Linked DNA regions of Sus scrofa: all the other regions are linked to region 2. A link is a contact called in public HiChIP or PLAC-seq data. All regions are on one chromosome and are shown on one strand. Each heading gives the region's core, a stretch centred on a gene start, on an enhancer-like site or on the middle of the called end of the contact. The rest is flanking DNA. Distances are from core to core; before and after follow the strand shown.

Region 1 (3,611 bases), core at 625-3,124, 270 kb before region 2:
TGCCAGGTGCCACAGAAAAAGCCCTCCAACCCGTGACCACCCCAGCTACGTGCCTGTGTGCAAGGATGGCATCAGGCTTAGAGATGAGCTACCTCCTCCGAAAGACCACCCTCCACCTGTTGCCCCCAAGCTGCGCTGCCTTTGTTCCCGGGATTCTGCGGCTTCTGTTCCGTCTGTGCGGTGGTCGGAGGAGAGTGTTTACTGAAATTCATTTCCCAGCCCTTGGCCTCTTGGCTCTGGCTGATGAAAAGCCTGATACGGAGGCTTCGAGATAAAGACAAAACTCCAAGACCCCGCTCACCTGTCAGCTCCGGCACAGGACAGCATCTTATTGATGCGGATGACGTGGAAGGGGTGTAGCCGCACTCGGATGTGAAAACCATCTTTGCCACAACTTTTCACCATGTACTTGTTGGCACAAATACGAGCAGCCTCCAGAGCTAGGGTGGGGGAGAAGGCAGCAGAGTGAGACAAAATGGCACGACTTGCTGGGGTTCTCTAGGAACATCTGGTTGTTTGGCAAGAGGCTCCTGACCAATGAATGACCTGCTGACTCCAGCAGAGCGAGGTCTAGCTCTGACTGGGACGATGAGCAAGGAGCCCGGCCTCACCTTCAGAGGAGAGTTGCTCGTACTCATCTGACACCATGTGGCCACAGAGCGGAAACTCATCCACTTTTGCCTTCTTCCGCCCCAGGTCAAAGATGCGGATCTTAGCATCTGAAGAAACAACTCTGGTTAGCGTCGGGGGTGCCACAGGCAACTGAGTCCGTGCGGCCGTAGAAGGTTGAGAGCCTTCCCGCTACTTACCAGGGACACCTCGGCAGAACCGAGACTTTGGGTACGGCTTGTTCTTGCAATACCGGTAACTGCGGAAGGCAGAAAAGACCCAGGCTTGTAAAGATTCACAAACGAAGGCCTCAATGGGCACTCTGAGTGCTACCTCAAGTTAAGACCAAAAGGGGAGCTGGGAAAGGTGAGATGACACACGTCCATCTCTAAGTTATGTCTCCACTCCTGGAGATTTGCCCTAAAGCAAGATGTAGCCAAAAGTTAGGACACCCGATCCGGGAGCTTATAAAGGAACGCCAGCATATCCTCCATCCCCTGCTGGTCTTTACACTTCCTATGAGGCCAACGCTTTGAAACAGACCATGTAAACATTTCATTTCATCTACCTAAAGACGTTTGGGCACGTGGCAATGAGTCCTTCTCTGAGCCACGTGAAGGGCTCCCGGCGCCCCCTGCAGGGCACACGAGGCGGCTGAGCTTTTCCGGGACTGCCCTTGGCCTCGGAGGAGCCTGAACGGCACGTCGCCTGGAAATAAGATGAGGATGGTATACAAAGGCCCAGAAAGAGCACTGAGCTTAAAAAGCCAGCGCATTTCGAGAACAGAGGGCGAGATGCAAGGCGGTTTCCATTGTAGCCCGAAACTGGGGCAGCGTATGCCGTGTAGGTCCAACCCGCAACTCGAACAAAATCGGAGAAACATAAATGACAAATAGCAGCCTGAACTTACTTTTTAAAAAAGACAGTTTAAACAAAGGCCTAAAGCGACCCGGATGGTACTGGGGAAAACGCGGAGTCTGTTCCCAGGGCAGGAAAGGCGCAAAAGGGAGACCCCACCCCATGGCTACTTTTAGTAGCCAAATGCAGTTCTCCCTCCCTTTTCCCAGCAGCAAAACTGCATGGACTAGGCACTCACCACCGGGCGGGGCGGCGGCCCATGGCGACACCAAGATCTTCAGTGGCTGCAACGAAACAGACAAAGTCGGAAGAAAAGACGAACACAGGCCTCAAGGGAGGAGACAGAAACGGCAAGGACACCGCCACGGCCTGATCCCGCGACTACTCACCGCGCCGAAGGAAAAGAGGCGCTCCCACGCCTGCGCATCCTTTATATAGGCGGTCTATCTTCACGGGTAGGAACCATAGAGTCTGGGGGCGGGCGAGGAGACGCTCTGTTAGACTTCCGGACCATAGACGCGGCGGTGCTCTGCGCATGTGTACGGGCGTGCCTGCGCACATGCGCAGAGCGGGAAGGCGGCTGAGCACCCGGCCGTGAGCGGCAGACTGGCGAATGGGGCTTCGCCACATCGGCTCGAGGAGCCAGCTTCCGGTTGGCCATCTTGGGCGTAAAATTCTTGCCCGAGGCTTCGCCGTAACTATAAAAGACATCTGTTCCTAGCACTGGAAGAAAGTACTCCCGAATGGGGCTCGCGGCGGCCGCACACCTGTCCCCTGGCATCGTGAGGCTTGGGACGAGCCCTCTGTGCCTCCCCCGTGCGGTTCCAGGGCTCGGCAGGGACGCACCCTAATGGAGCTTCGGCCATCGTTCCTTTGTGGACCGGGAGGCCCGCCCAACCCCACCCCCGTCCTCCCTGTCCTAAACGAGGAGTCTTGGCACCCACTTTGTTGCGAGCCAAGTCCCCGTTCCCTGGAGACCCGGGGCGGGGCGTATGCCCTCCCGCCAGAAAAGCCAAGGAAATGCGGCCACAAAGGTCCAGGGCTCTGGAGACCCCGTGACCACCATTGAGCCTACCCCTCCACAGCGGAGAAAATTAGACGTTATGCTCTCCAGAGTGACTTGGAGAAGAGGAAAAGGAAGGTGGCGACCACACCCAGTTAGCAAAGGAGCACTGTCACTTCAGCTGCGCCCGAGTTCTGGCTTCTGAAAGCTGCCTTGATCCGTGCTCCTGAAAGCTCCTACCCTCCCAAGGGACCAGGATGCGGCATCCCCCCCCCCCAAACACACACAGTGTCTTCTAGCGCCTCCTGAGTGTGCCTCTGAGATGTTTTGAGATAAAGCAAAGATCCTTCCCCTGTCTGTCCAAGAATGGTATCCAGAGAAGTGTGCAGAGCTAGTGCTCATGTCAGCAGGGATCCAAAGCAGAGGTGACCACGATCTGGAGGTAGGGACAGCAGGAAAGTAACAAGGTCTTCCCCATGCTACCTAACAGGCATGACTCACCTGTTCTCTAGGACTACCTGTAACTTTAGAGAATGTTTTCTTTAGGAAAACTTGGGGAGATTTGTGGCATGCATTTCCAGCAACAGGGTAGGGTCCGTCCCAGGGAACAGAGCCTCCCTTTCCAACAGGGTCATCTGGGTCTGGAAACTGGATGAGAAGATGTGACTTTCCCTGGGGGAGCTCAAGTCAGGTGCTGGGCTCCCAGACTAGAGCGTTTAGGGTTATACACATAAAGCAGGGCTGTAGCAGGCTGCCCAACTATTGCCTTCCTAGAGGCACTGCAGTCTTTTCAGACTGCTCTAATGGCTTTCTCAATGTCTCGATGAAAAAGCTGCTTCTGGACCTATCCGTGGAATATAGTTAGGACGTGGGGTGTTCAGGTCTAATACGCTGAATCTACTCCAAAATTCCTCTCTCCCTAAGCTTTTGGATTCTGTACTCCATCTCCTGCCAGATCAGTTCTGGAACAAGAATCATGAAATGCAGAGGTCATCAGTAGGTCCACCTTGCAGTCACCAACCCTGTGATACGCTAGATTGCTTTTCTCTGGCCAATCGCCACCCCCACTATGAGGAAGTTCCTGGGCCAGGGATCAAACCTCTGCCACAAACAGCCACCCAAGCTGCTTCACACAGCACCA
Region 2 (3,767 bases), core at 1,027-3,526:
AGGGAGCCGGCGGAGGCTCCCACGGTTCCCTGCGGCGCTCTCCTTCCTCCGCCGTCCGGCCCGCCCTCTTGCCCTCCGTGCCCTGCGTCCCCGGCCGGCCTGTTGACGCTCGGCTGCCCCCCGGCGGTCGGGTTTCCTGGGCGGAGGTGGGAGCTGCGGCGGGGGCGGAGGACAGAGTGGGGAAGCTGCAGGCCGGACTGGCCCTGGGGGCCCAGCACTTCCTCCGCCTGTGGGAGGGGCCGCTTCAATGCCAAGGTGCTGAGGCTGGGAGGCCGAGAGAGTGGGAAAAGCAGGAACCCCTGTTCCCTAGCCTTGTGGCCGGGAGTGGGCTCCGGGGGACGTCTCCCCAGGGGATGAACCTATGCAGAGAGGTGCACAGCCTTGACCCCTGAAGCCCCCGTTGCGAAACTTCTTCTAGAAAACCAACGTGGGAAAATAGGAGGGGCATCACAGCGTCTTGAGGTGGGACCCTCGCTGTCTGATTCACGCTCTCATCTGACTGACGTGGACAGCTGTTAACAGCCTCCCCATTGCTCTCATCTCCCTCTGGTCCATCTTCCACGCAGCAGACCTGACCACGTTCGCCTTGCCGTCACCCCTCAGTCCCGAGTGTTCACTCCACCCGTCAGCAGTTTTAGCAAGGTCCTGCAGATTTGGCCCTACCCTTCTGCGCGATAACAGGCTTTTGGGTTCTTTGCAGGGGAACGACAGAGCTGAAGATAGAGCAAAGCAGTAGGGCCTTAAGTGCCAGACATGCACCCTAAAAGCCAGGGCTACCCAAGGTTTTACAGCAGTAGCCAAATGGGGCATCACATGCGTGTATTTCTGGAGTGTAAAGTAGCAGTTTGGAGGAGAGTATCTGAAAGTAGGAGCTGAGTCCAGTTGAGCAGCAGTTTCCAGTGGGCTTGAGCCTGGTGCCTGGCTCTGCTGGATGGGGGAGGGTCCAGCCAGTGCTCAGATGGGGGGGAGGGGGCGAGGTGTGTTGGGGCTAGCTGATGAGGGGCATGGGTCCCTGCTGGCCTCAGAGCAGCTTCCAGGCCTTTTGGCCCGGGCCCCGTAGGCACACTGCACCTCAGAGAAGGGCCTTGGTTCTGGAGGTGGGGGGCAGGGAGCTGAGGAGCCAAGAGAATTGCCCACAGTCCAAAGCCAAGAAGTACCTTCACAGAGTCCCCTCCTTCCCAGAGCTGCAGGTCAGGGTCACGTGTGCCCACATTTGTACAGAGCTCAACCTTGACATCCGTGCACACACTCCTGGATCCCTTGCACTAGTGCCTACAAGCCTGCCTTCCCCAGGCACAATCCCGGAGCCTAACTGCCTTCACCTCTTTCACCAGCGACAATACCCCAGGGATGTCCCTCCCACCCAACCGAAGATGGCTGGCTGTCAAATCTGGCTTGTCACCTGCTGCATGCACCCTGCCGTCTCAGTATACTGGAGAAAAACTGTAGTCCTGTGACTTCCAGTTGGTAGAGAGGGGTGAGGGGAAACTCCAGTGCCCCTGGATTAGAGAGGCTCCCAGATACCCCCCCCCCCCGCCAGGCTCAGTAAGGCCTTGCTCTGAGGGGGAAGGAAGAGGGCGGCCCCTCCCCAGCCCCCCAGGCCTAGGACAGAGCAGGTGCAAAGCTGCCGGGGAAGGGAGGCAGAAGAGTCTCTTCCGGCAGCAGGAAGTGGTAACCACCTATGGGGAAACAGGCTCGTTCCTCCCTACAGGGCTGAGCAGAAGGGGAACCTCAGCTCAGCCCTGCTGTCTGCCCCCCACCCCCACCACACGGGGGGCCTCCAGAGGACACCCCTTCTGTTTTCTGCTGCCGACCGACCTCCCTTCCCACCTGGCTCTCCAGGCTCCTTGTGCTTATCGCTTGGGGCTGTGACTTGGGAAGGATGGGACCCCATCTCATGTCCCGGGGGCCGGAGGGAAGCAGATGACCCAGGGGAGCCCACGGCCTGGGGCGGCTATGCTGTCCTGTCCCCTGGCATTGAGGGCCAATGGCCATGATGTGAAGGGCGCTGTCTGGCGGTGGTGATCAGACAGCCTTCTGGAGGTTGGGGGGAAGATGGCACCTGGGGGCTCTCACACCGGCCCTGGCTGCTTGGGCACAAGGCCGCCCCGGTGGTGCGCGGGCCACGAGGCCCGGCCACAGTGGGAACTCCTTCCCCCCACCCCCACGCTCAGCCCCCTCCCGGGCAGGGCAGCGGGTGGCGGCAGTGCCAGGCCTGGGCCGCCCCGCCCCCCCAGCCACGCGGGGGGAGGGACGGGGCGGGGCGGGGCCCGCGCAGGGTGCTGGCTGCTGGGCCCCAGGTCCCAGCGCCGGGCCCGCTCACGGCCGCGTGGGAAGAGCGGGGCTCGACGGCGCGGCCGCCGGGCGGCCATGGCCACGCACGGGAAGCTGCGCCGGGAGCGAGGGCCGCAGGCCGAGTATGAGGCGCAAGTCAAAGGTGAGAGGGCGCTGGGCGCGCCCGGCCTGGCCCCTGAGGAGGTGTTCTTGGGGGAGCCGGAAAAGTCCCCCAGAGGGGCTGGGGGAAGGAACCGAGCCGCCCGCCCGCCTGCCTCTCCACGGCCGCCTGCAGTTTCCCCTGCCTCCCTCGCCCCTTCTCTCCCTCCCTGCGTGCGCGGTGGCTCTGCCCTCCCCGCTTCTCCCTGCACCTCACCTAAGGAGCCCAAGGAGGGAAGGGGACACCCACCGGGTGCACCAAGGTGCTGCCCAGAGCGTGCCTCTCTAGCCTCGGGGAAGCCGAATACCTTGGCTTTGCTGGGGCGGGAGTGGGTGGGTAAGGGCGTCCTGATGGCTTTGCCCTCAAACCGCTCCATTCCCTGTAGCCCCGTCCCTCTGCCCTCCCCCTGGGCACCGAGGTGACTGCCTCAGCGTTTGAAGGCCACTGTGTCGGGGTCAAGCCAGGGCCGGGAATCTGGGCCTGAGAGACTTTCGGCCTCCTGGAGAGTAGCCCTCCTTGGGTTCTGATAAACACTCTGTCGCATCGCATGCAAATCAGCTTCTGCGGGTCTTATTCAGGGCGTGGTGACTCATACAAAGGGAAGAAGGCAGCAGCCAAGCACCAGCAGTTTGAGGCCCTAAAGTTTTCTGGTGTCTTCAGACGCACGACCTCCTGTATCACCCCTGAGTGGCTCAGTTTTACCAAGGAAGGAAATCGAAGCTCAGAGAGGAGCAGTGACTTGCTTGGGGTCACACAGCCCTGTAGTTCACAGGAGGTAGAGTCAAATGATCCCTGCGTTTCCTTCCAGTCCGCAGATGCAGGTTCCAACGTGATTGTCCAATGAAAGCAATTTACACCAAAATATGCTCCAGTCCTCCCCGGAGGGGACTTTGAGCAGGGCGAGCCAGCTCTCCAAGCCTTGCCTGCACCATTTCTCAGCTGGAGAGAGTGACCCCCAGCCTGCACCCCCCAAATGTCATGAGGCCGAAGGACTTGGGAGACTCTTCAGTCAGTAGATACGGGGCTGTTCATTCACACTGCAAAACTGGGGGCTTGGGCGAGGCTGTCCTTTAAGATGCTCCTTGCCTGCTCTGGATGTCTGGTGATTTTAGCTTCTGTTCCCTGTTCCCCTGCCCCCCACACCGGCCGAAAGAAACTTCCTACTGTGCTAGCAAAACAGGATCGCTCTCCTGCCACCCTAGCTTCTGAAAGGTCAGCACAGTCGTGGTTTGGGAGGCCATCTTTTCTGCTTTGTTTGTCAGCAGAAGTGAGACTGAATGCCTTGCTCACAGGAAGTGCTGGGGGGCCCGGGCTCGGCTCTGTGGTTCAAGCA
Region 3 (4,127 bases), core at 585-3,084, 290 kb after region 2:
ATCTCCCAAGACCCAGAGTCCATTTGGGTGGGGAGAGGGTGGCACTGCCAGTGCAGCAACAGCGTGGAAGGCATGACAGGCGTCAGCAGCACAGGAGGTTGGGGGCCCTGAGCCCCTTCACACACGAGCACATGCAAGACCCTCGGAGGGAGCTGGGGAGGAGGGTGTGGGGCAGGAATTCCTTCACGGGTCGAGCATGTGCAAAGGCCCCCCTGGGAGACCATAACCTTTGGGGAGCTACCCAAGGCCTTGGCCCTGAGGGGCCAGTCACCAGGGTGATTCCGCAAGGAGGGTGTTAGGCAGGGCAGGGGCTCCCCCGCCTTGAGTTTTAGGAAGCTCACTCTGGTGGCTGGTGTCACGGGCTATGGTAGTCCCCCCAAACAGGGGTCCCCACTCTAACTCCCGGATCCTTGTGAATGTGCTCTTATTTGCCAGCCTCCTGGATTACTTCGGTGGCCCTAAATGCAATGACAAGTGAGACAGAAAACGAGAGCCGCAGACACGGAGGAGACGGCATGTGAGGATGGGCGCAGCAGAGACGGGAGGGGTGCAGCCGCAAGCCAAGGGACAGATGTCTGGGGCCACCAGAAGCTGGAAGAGGCAGGAAGTATCCTCCTGCAGAGACTTGGTGACACCTTGGTTTCAGAGGTCTGGCCTCTAGAATTGCGGCCAGTTCTACAGTTGTAAGCCACCCAGTTTGCCTGTCATTTGTTACGGAAGCACCAGGAAAGTGACCCAGCTGGTGTGGAGAGAGGACCACGGGGGGAGCTAAGTAAGGCGGGGGCTGGAGAAGGACCTCAAGGTTGGCCGGGTAGGTGGGTGGGCGGGGGGGGGGGGAGGCTTTTTCCTCTTAATGTTCCCAGCTCTTTCAAGTCACAGCAACCGTCTGAATGTATCAGAATGACCAGAGTGACTGTCTGTCACTAGCTTGGGAGGCCCTTTGGGTGCTGCACCCCTAATGCCTGGAAGCCACCAACGAAATGCAGGATGGCACTGGGAGTTGGATATTCAACACCATTCATTCGGCAAACGTTACTGAGCTCCCACAGTGCCAGGCTGGAAAAGTGAGTGGCAACCAGATCCCCAAGGGATGCGGGACCCTCACGCAAACAGCCCTAACGGCCTCATTCTGGGCACAGCATTCCCTTCCGGGCTCATCTGTGGGTCTGGGGAACTGGCAAACCTGGATTCGGGTTTTGACACTGACATTGAACCTCAGGCTTTCTTTTTTTTCTTTTCTTTTCTTTTCTTCCTTCCTTCCTTTCTTTCTTTTTTTTTTTTTTTTTTTTTTTGTCTTTTTAGGGCCGCACCTGCGGCATATGGAAATTCCCAGGCTAGGGTTCTAATCGGAGCTGTAGCCGGCCTACGCCAGAGCCACAGCCACCCCAGATCTGAGATGTGCCTGTGACCTACACCGACAGTTCACAGCAACGCCAGATCCTTAACCCACTGAGCGAGGCCAGGGATCCAACTCGCATCCTCAAGGATACTAGTCGGGTTCCTTACCGCTGAGCCACAATGGGAACTCCCCCACGCCCTCCGTTAGGAGCCACTGACACCTCCGGTAAGCGCCCCCCCTCCGCGGCTTGGCAGACACAGCCAGCTGCTCCCGTCCTAAACCACGCTGGGCCACCAGCCCGGGAGCGACACCTTAGTTGGACCATAGGGACTTGTAGCTCACGCGCCTGGCGGGGCCGGGGTGGGGGGGGTGCTTCCGTACCTCCTAGGCCCTAGGAGCGCGCCCCCGCTCCGCCCCCGAGGCGCACTTGCGCCGCTCCGGCAATCACTCAGCCGGGAGACAGACTTACCGCTACTGGGGGCGGAGCGTGCGCTTCCCGGAGGCGGGGCATGAGCTTCCCAGGGGCGGGGCGTCGGCTCCTGGGGCGCGGTGTACGGCTTCCGGGGGCGGGGCAGGCGCTCGCCAGCCTCCAGGCAGCCGCGGTCTCTACGCCTGCGCCTGCGCTTAAGTTTGCGCCTGCGCACTCGGCAGGCCCCGCCTCCGGCGCGCAACTGCGCGCGCTCAGCCGGGGGCGGGGCGGGGCAGCTGCTCCCTCCCGAGGACCCCCGGGAACCGGCCGCCGCCCGTCGGGAACGCTTCTCCTTCCGGTGCGGGGAGGGGGGGGGTCTCGGCCCGTGGGGCGGGGCCTCATGGAGGCCGTCGGCCTGGGGACCTGCGGAGGAGGGGACGCGGCGCGAGGCGCAGAGGGGCGGCCAGCACCGGAGGCGAGGGTGCACTTCCGAGTGACGCGGTTCATCATGGAGGCAGGTAACCGCGTCTGGGAAGAGGGCGGGCCCCATGCGGACCAGACGTAGAGGCCGGGCCGCAGTGCTGCGCTCTCACCTGGCGGGCCCCAGCCCGCCTTGGGAGCGCCGAGCGGGCGGGGAGGGGCTGGCCTCGCGAGGACTCGCTTCCCGGAAGAGGGGTCCCTCCAGACGCGGAGCTGGCGCTGCTGTGCAGAGGGAAGAACGCGGGCCTGCGCTGCCTTAGCGAACACTGGGAGGCCCGGCTTAGGGGTATCGGCCTCTGCCTTTCCGTCACGCCCTGTGTGTTAGGCTTCGAGCTGCGAGGCCAAGAGGGTCATTGTCATTTCCCGGACGGGCGCGTAGTCCCAAAGAGAGGATGTGGAAAGGGACTGGCTCCAGCTAAAAGGTGGCGGAGTCGGGGCGCCCGCATCTCGGTTGAGTGTACGGTGCCTTCTGCCACACCTGTCTCCCAGCCTCGGGGGCACTGGCACTTGGTCAAATGGAGTCTTTTGGATCATGCCGCTGGCGAGGCTCGTGACAAGCTTTGTTGAGGAGGTCTCATCACACCGAGAACCTAGGGCGAGGGTTTGCCAAGTAAAAAAAAAGAAAAAGACTTGTAGGGGCACGTGCAGCCATACTGCCTAATCTGACATTGAGATTGAGGGGGTCCCATGTAGGAATTAACTGTGAAACTGAAGTTTAAACCTTGAAATGCTCAAAGTTCTTGAGGTGTCTCTTTCCAAGGATTCTTTCATTTCTTTCTTTCTATTTTTTTTTTTTTTTGTCTTTTTGCTTTTTCTAGGGTCGCTCCTGCGGCATATGGAGGTTCCCAGGCTAGGGGTTGAATCGGAGCTGTAGCCGCTGCGTACACCAGAGCCACAGCAACGCAGGATCTGAGCCACGCCTGCGACCTATACCACAGCTCGTGGCAACGCCGAATCCTTAACCCACTGAGCAAGGCCAGGGATGGAACCCACAACCTCATGGTTCCTAGTCGGATTCGTTAACCACTGCGCCACGACGGGAACTTCTCCAAGGATTTCTTGATAAAATGTATTGTTTACGCCCTTGTCCTCTGTGTGAGGCCAAATGTGGGTCCTCCAAAGATTCCCCCATGCTCGTCCCCAGAACCCGTGACTGTTACCTCATGCGGCAAGATTTTGCAGATGGGATTAAGCCATCCTTAAAGAGAGGCAGCAGGAGTAGACAGGCAGAGGAGAAGGCCATGTGAGGAGGGAAGCGTGGTTAGAAGCTGCTGGCTTTGAAGCTGGAGGAGGGGGCCGCCAGCCAAGAAATGCAGGCACCTCTAGAAGCTGGAAAGGGCAGGGAGATGGATTCTCACATGGAACCTCCAGAAGGAACCAGCCCTGCTGACACCTTGAGCTTAGCCCCCTAAGACTCATTTCAGGCTTCTGACAGCCAGGATTGTGAGAGGAGAAAAATATGTGTTGTTTCAAGCCACTTAGTTTGGGGTAATTTGTTATAGCAGCTCTGGGGAGCTAGTACGCCTTTGAAGGTAGAGGGTGCGGGACATAATTTTACCGACTGTTGGCTGTCCACCTTCCTTCAGTCCGTCGCGTGCCCTTTACTCTTCTCTTGACCCTGGTCGTTGTGAATTCGTTTTGGTTCTGTGACCCGGTGCGGTGATTTCCTTAGGAGCTGCCTGGGGGATGGGCGTTGACCCCTAAATCAAGCCACCACGCTCTGGTTTTGGAGTTCGGTCCCCTTTTCAGTATGTTGCTCTTCTTCCTGTGCTGCCTGCAGGTGCCTTCGGCAGTTACCCTGCTTGCTTTTCTTGCTTTTCTAGCCTCTGCAAACCAGTGCCGCGTATAATCTTTAGCTATAACGTTGGGACTTGTGTCGTCTGTTTGGTGCTCAAAGGC

The links. HiChIP or PLAC-seq counts read pairs in DNA pulled down with a chosen protein or histone mark.
Region 1: a contact with region 2 is called in an H3K27ac HiChIP or PLAC-seq map of alveolar macrophages. The contact joins the promoter of RPL10 here to the promoter of ARHGAP4 in region 2. A contact is called at or near these places in 1 of 47 Hi-C or Micro-C datasets (liver) and 1 of 2 datasets of contacts at active chromatin or transcription factors (alveolar macrophages).
Region 3: an H3K27ac HiChIP or PLAC-seq map of alveolar macrophages shows a contact between it and region 2. The contact joins the promoter of FAM58A here to the promoter of ARHGAP4 in region 2. A contact is called at or near these places in 1 of 47 Hi-C or Micro-C datasets (liver) and 2 of 2 datasets of contacts at active chromatin or transcription factors (alveolar macrophages and skeletal muscle).

The regions. Positions count from the first base shown.
Region 1 is chrX:124,925,512-124,929,122 of Sscrofa11.1, reverse strand. RPL10 (ribosomal protein L10) reads right to left here and starts at 1,874. Exons shown (of 6, transcript NM_001044543.1): 1 at 1,706-1,874; 2 at 810-868; 3 at 612-719; 4 at 302-440. The coding sequence starts at 1,728.
Region 2 is chrX:124,653,821-124,657,587 of Sscrofa11.1, reverse strand. ARHGAP4 (rho GTPase-activating protein 4) reads left to right here and starts at 2,276. Exons shown (of 23, transcript XM_003135484.5): 1 at 2,276-2,437. The coding sequence starts at 2,371.
Region 3 is chrX:124,367,779-124,371,905 of Sscrofa11.1, reverse strand. FAM58A (cyclin-related protein FAM58A) reads left to right here and starts at 1,834. Exons shown (of 5, transcript XM_003360487.4): 1 at 1,834-2,266. The coding sequence starts at 1,849.